Regions from separate parts of the Pan troglodytes genome. Here region 2 is linked to region 1. The links are chromatin contacts, called in public HiChIP or PLAC-seq maps. All regions are on one chromosome and are shown on one strand. Each heading gives the region's core, a stretch centred on a gene start, on an enhancer-like site or on the middle of the called end of the contact. The rest is flanking DNA. Distances are from core to core; before and after follow the strand shown. Region 1 holds the start of RHOC (ras homolog family member C). Region 2 holds the start of CTTNBP2NL (CTTNBP2 N-terminal like).

Region 1 (5,461 bases), core at 1,580-4,079:
AGATTCAGAGCTGTGGCTTATAAGGGGCAGGGATAGCACCCAAAGCAGGACTGTGTGACTCAAAGTCGTGCCTCTTCGACATGTCACCTCAGCGGCAGGAAGGAGAGCAGAAGCAGGGAAACCCAGACAGAGGACAGGGGTAGCAGCCAGCCAGCTTCCCTGGTCCACCCAACCCGGTCCCCAAAGCCCCAAGTAATACAAAGGAGGCTCAGTCCCAGCAATGCCCACAGCTCGAGTTTGGGCAGGCTGCCTTCCTCCCCCCTTCCTCCTAGGCCTGCCAGCAACACTGGGTCACTCAGCCCCCGGCAGGGGACAATGACCACACTGTAGGGAGCCACACATCTACCACAGCACAGTGACTGAGAAGAATCCACCAGGGAATCACCTCCACCCACTCTGGAACAGCCCCTTCCTCCCTCAGTCCAGCTCACCCGCATGCCCTGCCCACCCCTCCCTGTGACTCAGGGCAAGGAGTCAGCTTCCCGGGCTTCCATGTGTCCCCCACCCCCAGCACACACGGCGAGCATCTGCACAGTTCATCACACCTTCGCAGCTTCCCTCACTTCCTCCTTCCCTGGGGAGGGGAACTGACCTCCAGCCGGCTGAAGTTCCCAGGCTGCAGGAAGAGAGGGCGGGCTCTGGAGCTGAGATGAAGTCAAGGCTGTTGGGAAGGGGGAGGGGGCTAGAGTCTGGGCTGGGAGGAGCCCCAAAAGAAGAGACAAATGAGGGCCAGTCCCAGCACCAACCAGGCAGGGAGCAGTTAAGAAAGCGACGGTAACCTGATCTCAGCCTCAAACCTAGCTTTTTCTCTCAGTCCCACATCCTGTCAAACTGGGCTGACTGAACGCCTCTACTCCCCACACCCCACCACCACCTCACACTGCCCTTTAGGAAGCGAATACTCCAGCCCCAGGCCTCTTCCCTTCAACAAAGATCCTGGGTGGCCCTTCCCTTGCCTCCAGACACATTCACAAAACTGTTGGTTTTGTGGACATGAGTCAGAGAATTTACAGGAGTTCAAAGTACACAGCCACACTCTTCCCACCACAAAACGGACTCTCTCTGATTCCCCAGAAGACAAGCAAGAAGGCATTCACCCTGTCGGCAGATCGCCTCCAGAAATGGAAACCATCCTCTAAAAAGAGGGTTCCTTGGGAATTCTATCCCGGTGACTGACGCTGGGGTTTCTTCCAACTCCTCCACCCACTCCATTAGTTCACCTTGCCCTGTTTTGTAAAGATGGGCTGGGGTAGCCCCAACCTGGGGTGGACAGTGTTGATGGAGGGCAATCACTACTGGGGTGAAAGCCAGTCACTTAGGCATGAGTATGCCACTGCTGTCCCCCCAGCAGGGCAATTCAGACGGCACCAGAGTGGTAGGATGCAGAGGACAGAAACCCCGGGTTGAGGCATGCGTTAAGGGACCTGGAGCCTCCAGCCCAATTAGAAGACTTTCCCTCCAGGCTATGATTGGGCCGGAACAGCAGGCACCCCAGGCCAGGACACTAGGCCCAAGGCCAAGATGGCATGGACAACTCCCTGTGAGAGGCAGCCCCAGAGGGACTGTCCCACTGACCCCTTAAGAGGGGCAACTGAGCCCCACACAGGGCCTGAAATGGAGCCTGGAACTTCTGGGGCCTTCCCCAAGACAACACAGTGTGGATACATCAGACCTCTCTCCAATCGCTCTCTTGAATTCCCAGATGATCCAGAGCGGCCGGTTGACTTTGCCGACCCACCCTACACCTAGGGAAGGAATCCGTTCTGGAGATACCAAGAGATACTGCATTCTCAACTTTAAAACCAGAGTGAGGGCGGGACTCGGCCTCGGGATCCCAGTCCCAAACCCCAGGATACTCTTTCTTGGTTCGAGTATGAAGAAGGAGGATTCTCATTCTCATTTTCTCTCTCTCTCTCTACACACACACACACACACACACACACACACACACCACACACAGAGTTGGATCCTTCCCCATCTCCCTTATCCTCAACACAAGCGGGCTCCAGGAACCGTCTAGGGCGGCGTCCAGACCCTGCCGAACAGTGGCAGGTCCCAATGGTCACATCCCGCCCCTATTCCCGCCATACCTCCCTCCTGGCCTGGAGGAATTCCCACCCCATCCCACTCTAGGTCCCCTGCGGCCGCCCACCCTGGGGGCTGGGGCGTCTGAGTTGAGGTTCCCTCGCCCCTCGCCCGGCGGGGCAGGTTCCGGGAAGCTGGGAGGAGAGGGGAAGGGGCTCCGACTCGGACCTCAGGAGGCCAGAGCCCCTGCCGGCAGGTCCGGGCCCCCTCGCTGCAGCCCGCGGAGGGGCCGACGCGGTCCGACCACCGCCCAGCCCGGATGCCGACTCCGCTTGGAGGGAACGGGGTCCACGCCCAGGCTGAAGCCCCTCCTCGCACGGGCCCCGATCTCCGGGCCAGCGAGGAAGCGAAAGTGCTCTCCCGGGGACGAGTTCCCAAGACGCCCCACCGCCCGCAGCCCCGGCCCAGGGTACCTTCCGCTCCGCCGCCTCCAGCTGCGCGGCCGGTGCCGGAGGCTCAGACTGACCCCAGGGCCCCGCCCCGCCCTCCTCCAGCGCCGCGGCGGGGAGGGCGGGCCCGGCACGGGGAGGGTCGGCCGGGGGCGGCCCTTGGCTCGGCCCGCCCCGGCCCCGCGCAGGGCCGCAGCCGCCGGCCCCCTCCGCAGGCCGGGGACTGGGGGCCAGGGGCGTCCACCCCTCCAGGTCGGGGAGAGCCACGAGGAGATTCCTGGACTGCGGAGGAGCCGGGCGAGTGGGGCGAGCACGACCCGGGTGGACTCAGACTCTGCCCAGCCTTCAATCCCCTAGGGGAGGACCGGCGTCGGGAAAGTTAAGAGGTGCTCGGGGTGGGGTCAGGAAGGGCCGCTGCTGCCCTCCTGTGGCCAAGCGGCCACCCGCTCCTGCTGCACCTGGGACCTCGCGGGAAGCGGGACTGGGAAAGGGTATCCCCCCGGAGGTCCCAGGGCCCGGCGCGGGTGTGTTGGTTGGGGGGAGATGTCCACCCTCTTGTTCCTAGGATCGTACAGCCCAACGTCATCCCCCAAACTTGAAGACCTCTCAGAGCCGTTCAGACCCAGACCACCGTTCCTCCTCACAATTCGCTTTCTTCCCTGGGCCTGGAATTTCCAGGAGTCCAATTCCTACCTACTCCTCAAAGGGTGCGCCTAGAAATGCTTCCGGATCCCAGCTGTGAATTCTGTTCCCACTCCTAGGTCTGACTTGGCGCATAGGATATTCACCTACACGCGTATCTCCTTTCCCTGTAAGGGAGCTGAGGAGGTGGGAGTAGAATGAGGAAGTCCACCAACATTTCATTGGCTTGTGCTTGGGACACTACACAGCTTAACCCTTTCAATATTCATCACAGATCTCTGGGGAAAATACACCCATCCCTTTTTGCCCATAGAGAAGCTGAGGTTCAGAGAAATCAAGTGGCTTACACAAATGTTTTTGACTTGTGACAGCAAGAATTCACACAGCCGGGCTTGTCTGGCTCCAAACTGGTGGTCTGGCCCTGCTACCTCCCGGGCTCCTCCAGCCTGTCCCTTCCCCCGTTGTCTAGCAGAGTGAGTGGCACATAATAGGTTGTCAACAAATATTTGATGAATGAATGAATGTTAGGAGTCATACAGACTTTAAATATCTGAAGTGCAATCCAGACATTTGACAAATGTGAAAACAGGTCCGCAGCAGTTTGGCCCCAGGCCTCTTAACTGACTCAATAAACATTTCTTGAGGGTGAACTGAGAGCTATGTTCAGAAGATCCATTTCTGCCTTCAAACAACTTAGAGTCTAAATGAGGAATGCAATTTCAAGATAGCTAACATTTATTGAATCCATATTACATGGACCTGGGTCCACATACATTAACTACAAGAATCCCATGAGGTAGCTATCTCCATTTTACTGAGAAGCAAATTGAGGTTCAGAGAGGTTACAGAGCTAGTGCTGGGTCTGACACTAGAACCCAAACAGCTGAACTCTAGAGCCCCTGTTCTTAATTCCTACTCCCTACTGACTCCTAATGTAGACAGTTACAATACCGGAGGTCATTGCTGTAGTGTGGGCATGTGTGGGCTGTGCGATACCCAGTCCTGAACAACAGGTGAAGTTCTCAAGATAAGGTGATGTGTAGATTTTTTTAATTTTAATTTTTTTTTGAGACAAGGTCTCTGTTGCCTAAGTGTGCAGTGGCAATATCTCAGCTCACTGCAGCCTCAACTTTCCGGGCTCCAATGATTTTCCCACTTCAGCTTCCCCAGCAGCTGAGACTACAGGCGTGTACCATCACACCTAATTTTTGTATTTTTTGTACAGATGAGGTCTTGCTATATTGCCCAGGCTGGTGAGGAGCCTTTTCTAATTATTTTGCTCATCTTTATTTTTGCTTCCCTTAACTTACTTTGGGTTTAATTTGCTGTTCTTTTTCTAGCCTCTTAAGGTGGAAACAGATCACTGATTTCAGATCTTTATTCTTTTCTACTATAAGCAATACTCTTAATTTCCTTGGATGCTTAACTTCTTCCCACAGGCACTCACCACTACATTCAGCTAATTTTTTATTTTTTTGTAGAGATGGGGTCTCACTATTGCCCAGGGTGGTCTTAAACTCTTGGGCTTAGCAGTCCTCTCACCTCTGCCTCCCAAAGTGTTGGGATTACAGGCGTGAACCACCGTGTCCAGCAGTAGATTTTGAATAAGTTGGAGCTACTAAAAGCCCACAGTTATGCAAACCCCAGGAAGTTGGTGGTGGTGGTAAAAAATGAGGCTGGAGAAGGAAGCAGTGGCTGGATCGTGAAGGTCCTTATATGCCATGCACAGGAGTTGAGTGTTGATTTTGTTCTAGGCGCAATAAGGAGCCACTAAATTTAGGAGGCCAATATAGTAAAAGGTGGTGGTGACTGAAGGCGGGGAGAGATGGAGATAAGTAGAGAAATACTTTTAAAGGTCTATAGTCAACAATACTTAGTGATCAATTACCTTGATGAGAAAGAAATGAAAGCCAAGGGTGACCAACTCCAAGATTTCTAACTGGAGCAGCAGAGCTGGTGCCCATTGAGGGGATATATCAGGAGAAGGAACATGCTATGGAGGGCAGTCGTGAATTTAGTTTGAGGTATTTGAATTGAAGTACCAGCAGGCTATCCAGGAGACATTCGGGAGATGACTGGTATGTGTGGGTCTAAAGCTCAGGAAGGGTCTGGGCAGATGGGTGAAGCCACAGAAGTGGACGATGACACAGCAAATGCGTGGAGTGGGAAGAGTGGGGGTGGAATAAAGAACCTGGGGGACACCACATTTCTAGAACTGTTCTGGTGCTCTTTCCACCACCCCACAGAGCTTTCTTCTTATCTTTCAGTTTCTAGTCAAAGCAAATAAAGACACACACCTTTATCCATCTCATTTATTTGCCAATAGCTGTAATTTTGGATATAGC
Region 2 (5,461 bases), core at 2,218-4,717, 310 kb before region 1:
CTCTTTGTGCCTCAATTTCCTCACCTGCAAAAGGGGACTGTTAATATCTATCTCGTGGAATTCTTTTAAGGGTGAAATGAGATGTCATATAAAAAATTGCATAATGCTTAGCACATAATTTGATAGCTTGATTAATGTATCTAGCATATATCATTATATTAAATCATAGGCTGAAATGATCTTTAGGAATTATTCCACTACTTTCATGCCTTTTATCAATGAACTTAAATGGAGTTAAGTGAGCAGTTTACTTTGCCAAGTAGGTTTGTGTATCGGGTCGAATGATGTCCCCCCAAAATTCATGTGCACCCATCTCAGACTGTGAATTTATTTAGAAATAGGGTCTTTGCAGATGTCATGAGTTCAGATGAGGTCATGGTGGAATAGAGTAGGCTCTAAGTACAACATGAGTGGGGCCTTTATAAGAAGAGGAGAGGACATACAGAGACGCTGAGACATAGAGAGAAGAAGGCCATGTGAAGACGGAGGCAGGTATTGGGATGATGTAGTTACACGCCAATGATCACTGGGAACCACCAGAAGCCAGGGGAGAGAGGCATGGGATGGAGCATCTCTCAGAGCCCCCAGAAGGAGCCAACCTTGTCAACACCCTGATTTTGTTTGTTTGTTTGTTTTTTTGAGACAGAGTTTCGCTCTTTGTTGCCCAGGGTGGAGTGCAGTGGCACGATCTCGGCTCACTGCAACCTCCACCTCCTGGGTTCAAGCGATTCTCCTGCCTCAGTCTTCCGAGTAGCTGGGATTACAGGCACCCGCCACCATGCCCAGCTAATTTTTGTATTGTTAGTAGAGACGGGGTTTCACCATGTTGGCCAGGCTGGTCTAGAACTCCTGACCTCAGGTGATCCACCCACCTCAGCCTCCCAAAGTGCTAGGATTACAGGAGTGAGCCACTGCACTCGTCCAACACCCTGATTTTGTACTTCTAGCCTCAAGAACTGAGACAGAACACATTTCTGTTGTTTTAAGCCGCCCAGATAGAAACTACTATAGTTGATGACAGAATGAGAACTAGACTCCAGATTTTTTAACCTCTAGCCTAGACCTCTTTTACTCCATTGCTGCCTCCCCAAACCAGCAATAAACATTTATGGAAATTTACTTATTTGGAAAAAAATTGACACAATCTATAATTTTTAAGCACTTTAAGTTGTTGCCTGACACAATAGGCATTTAATAAATATTTTACTGTCCAGTTGATAAAATGATAGACATTAAAATGTTATATTTTGTTATACAAATCTAAGATATTGTTATGAACCATTTTTTACCTCTGCGTACACCTATGCACCAGACTCTAAATTTATTTACAAGGTTTATGTATTGAAGAATCACAGACCTCCATAACTGTCTCACTGCTACAATCTGAAAGATACACGAGGTTCACAAGCCCTGCCTGTTCCCTACTTCTAGGGGTGAAAAATTAAAAGGAAAGCAATCTGAACACCTTCAAGACTCTGAATCCTACAAGGCAGGGATGTTCTCATTTTTGCGGAGTCCTTCTACACTCATTTAGGAATACGCAGAAGGGAAGCCAGGAAATCAGGGGAGTTGCCCATTGCTCTAAAGGAAGTAGGTCACAGAGCACTGCTCCCACCCAGTCAGCCAGGGAAAAGAATGGGTGGTGGTGGGTTAACAGCTACAAAGGGAATGAGGGAAAGAAAGGAGGACCTGCCGGGCATGGTGGTTTACGCCTGTCATCCCAGCCACTTTGGGAGGCCAGCGGGTGGATCACCTGAGGTCAGGAGTTTGAGACCAGCCTGGCCAACATGGCAAAACCCCATCTCTACTAAAAATATAAAAATTAGCTGGGCACAGTGACAGGCGCCTATAATCCCAGCTACTCGGGAAGCTGAGGCAGGAGAATCGCTTGAACCCAGAAGGCGGAGGTTGTAGTGAGAGATTGCGCCATTGCACTCCAGTCTGGGAGACAGAGCAAGACTCCATCTCGATTAAAAAAAAAAAGAAAAGAAAAGAAAAACAAGGGAGGAGCTGATTCACTAGAACAACTCTTAGAGTGACTCAGAAGCCAGCAGAAAATAGCTTGTTCTCCCACATCTGCTTCATTGTCAGGCGATGAGGCACTTCCTCATTGCATACCCATAGGCAGAGCGAAAGGGAGGAGGAGGAAATGGGATTTTTCAAGTTCCTTTGCCTGCTCCAGCACCTAACACTCTGTATTTGTAATCATTTCAGACATTTTGTTTCAAGTCAGTATTTATTGAGTACCTACTCTGTGCCTGGCCCTTCATCTTAGCTTTCAGATTGTCAGTTTTCAGAACACAAGGCATAATGCCTTTCTGAAGTTCAGTATACCCTGCATCATTACTCCAGATTCACTTACACTGCTATTGAGCACCTTCACTCATAGTCTTGCTATCCTTCATATACAGAGATGACCCTCCCAAGCCTAAAATCAACAAGGGGAGGCATAGAGCTGTCCTTCTGGCTCTAATGTTTGCTTTACCATCATCCACGCCCATTCTTAGTCCAGCATGTGAGAGCCAGTGTGAAGTGAGCAGAATATGGCATAAGTATGGAGTCATACATCCTTACTGGAAATTCTTTACCATTTACTAGCTCTATGACTTTATTTGACTTCTCTGAATCTCTATCTTCTCATCTGTAAATTGGACACAATGATGTCTATCCTACACTGTAGGATAGATTTCTCATACAGCACTGAAAATGACATCAAATACCATTAAATGAAAGTACATGGCACAGTGATAACATGATAAATACTTGTTTACTTCTTTCAGACTATAATCGCACAAACTGATCACATCCCTCAGTCAGACTGTAAACTGCATGAGGCAGGCTGCATCTGCCTTGGGGACTGTCTGCCTAGGCAAGCACTAGGTCCCTAATGCTGTCTTGCGAATTATAATTGCTAAGTTTAGGGATAATGTATTAAGTGTACTACATTATTTATGCATTATGAATATTCGTCTCAAATATTTATTATATTGTATTTAAAATAATGTGGTTATTGTAAATGTAACCAGCTGAATCAATCTGTGAGCTGACAGCCATTCTGTGGAAAAGGAATTCAGAAACTTTGACCTTAGGTAGGGATACAACTAGTTATACATCCACTCCCCTCTCTGAGTTATTTGGTCCTGCCTAAGACTTGCTGCCACCAAGATCTGCATTCCTGTGTTCACAAGGCAGACATTCCTTGCATCCTCTGTACTCTCCATTGTTTCAACTTCACTGCAAACACCATTCCCCACAATATAATGAGGCCAAGGACAGAAAACAGTCGCCTCAGCTGGCAAGCATAGGGTGGAAAAACCTGCCACACAAATTTGCAATTATTTGACTTCCGCCTGGAAGGCAGGTCGGCTGGGTTTATGTCCCCCAAAGTTAGTATCCTCTTCTGTACAAAATGTGGTTGAGAGAAGGATGATCTCCAGGTGTTTCATCTTTGCACCCTTGCTTCCAGCACCACGCCCACAGGCGCTTCCAGAAAAAAGAAAAAAAAGGGAGCAAGGAAGCCAGGTTTTTCAACAACGAATTCATTCTAATGCAGACACCAAAGCCCACTTCATTTATTAACATTCTGGATAAAATCCCAATCGATTAGGCCACCAGAGCCCTCCATTCCTAAACTCCCCGTACAGTCAGGTAAAAGCACGAAGCACTAGTCACGGTCCTGCCCAGAAACCACGCAGAGGTGGAAAGTTGCAGACCCCGAGCCGGGAGGGGCGCGAGCCCATCCTGAAGCCCAGGACCCAGGAGGGCGCTTCCTCCCGGAAGTGACGCGAGCTCAATCCCGGCCTTGCTCTTCCCAAACAAAAGGGATCTTGGGGCCCCGGGAGGAGCCTGAATGACTTTGGAGAAGCCCCGCCTCCAGCCGGCGCGGATTGGGGCCGAGGCTGGAGAAGCAAGGAGGCGATTGGCGCTGGTGAATGCCAATGCCCCCGCCGGGCGGCTGAGGGGGCGGAGCCTCAGCCGCTGTGGATGGGGAGTGGAGGCGGAGGGGAGCGGAGCCCGGAGCGTCGTGGAAAGGTAGGAGCAACTATCCCTGGGGCTTGGTGATGGCTGGGAGGCCGGGTTCTCAAGAGCAAAGCAAGGATAGGGGCACCGGTAGCCTCCCGCCGCCGTCTCAACGGCCTCTGGGCCCATCCCCTGAGGGGGCGGGGCCGTCTCCTCCACCTCCCGGTATTCCCCGAGGAGGCGGCTCCTCATCCTTCGAGGGTCCTCACAGCTACTTTTTGTCCCTCGTCGATTCCCAGCTCCTCAGAAGGGGCTTCCCTCTGACACCCCTCATTCAAAGGCGCCTCCCACCCCGCACCTCAGCCTTGGCGGAGAGGACTCACAGGTACCGATTCTCTAGGCTGCCGCCCCCAACCCCATTTTGTACCCCCGGAAGGCCAGACATCCCTCCCTACACCTGTCCCTGCTCGCCAGGGTGGGACTGGAGCTGCTTTCCTCCGTAAGATAAAATTGGTGTTTCCCAAAAAGGAGGGATGGGGCGAAGCAAAAATCAAAGACCGACCTAGACAGCCAGCTTTACGGAGGAAGCGGCTTCTCCCACTTAAGTTCTTCCCATCCCCCATTCTCTGATGCTCAGTCTTCCTCCCGCAGCCCCTCGCATCCTCTGGCCTCTTGTGAGGAGTCGAGAGCTCTCCTGTTTTGGGACTTCTTTGGACTGTGAAAGAGGGAGAACTAGGACCTCCTCTCCTTCACCCTTTGTACCTTCCTTCTACTTTCTGTTCCTTCTGGGAGAACCCAGCCTCTAAGGGTTTCTTAGGTTTGAATTGCGTTTCATTTTTCCTTTTCCACCCTATTTCCTCCCTGAGAACTTGATGAAAAGCCATCTTATATTTCACAGTGAGGTGGGTGTGTTGGATATCTGCAGAGTTGGCTTTGTGTGGGCAGGAATGCAGTATTTGTTGCTTGACAGTCAATGAATAACACCATGTTTTCAAATGAAACAGTATACATAAGTAAATAAGTAGCAGTGGATTCGGAATGAGTATATCCCAGTCTAGGGTGGGCTGGTCCATTGCTCAGGGAGACTGCAGTTAACCTTGAAGGTATACTGCAGGTTGAAACAAAAGACAGGAAGTGTTTGAAGAAAATTCAGGGTCAGTCATCTAGGTTTATGATTAATCTAGTCCTGTGTCCTTTGGTAACTCTCTAACCCCTTTTTTATAGTGTCCTCCCCGCCCCCAGGAAACATTCATGTATATTTTGATTGGTTTTACGATCATCTATCAAAATTTAGAGGATGAAAAGTAAGAACAATTTTTAAATCTCAGAGATAAGAGTAAATAAAGGCAAGGTATTCTAGCTATTCATGTTTACCAAAAAGTGCCTCTCTAGTGTGCTCCTAAAGGTTTTGTCAAGTGGCCTTCATTTCAGCAGGTGCAAAGTATTGATTTTGACCTCATGTTAATGTCGTTGAATCCCCAGTAATTATCTATTGCTAGCG

What was found. HiChIP or PLAC-seq counts read pairs in DNA pulled down with a chosen protein or histone mark.
Region 2: an H3K4me3 HiChIP or PLAC-seq map of stem cell-derived excitatory neurons shows a contact between it and region 1, with 17 times the contacts expected there. The contact joins the promoter of CTTNBP2NL here to the promoter of RHOC in region 1. A contact is called at or near these places in 3 of 7 Hi-C or Micro-C datasets (induced pluripotent stem cells and stem cell-derived neural progenitor cells), 1 of 1 datasets of contacts at active chromatin or transcription factors (stem cell-derived excitatory neurons) and 1 of 1 other capture datasets (stem cell-derived neural stem cells).

The regions. Positions count from the first base shown.
Region 1 is chr1:118,482,331-118,487,791 of NHGRI_mPanTro3-v2.0_pri, reverse strand. RHOC (ras homolog family member C) reads right to left here and starts at 2,829. Exons shown (of 5, transcript XM_003308320.4): 1 at 2,499-2,829. PPM1J (protein phosphatase, Mg2+/Mn2+ dependent 1J) reads right to left here. Exons shown (of 10, transcript XM_009429244.4): 10 at 5,415-5,461.
Region 2 is chr1:118,796,937-118,802,397 of NHGRI_mPanTro3-v2.0_pri, reverse strand. It overlaps CTTNBP2NL (CTTNBP2 N-terminal like), which reads left to right and starts at 3,467. Exons shown (of 6, transcript XM_513635.6): 1 at 3,467-4,032.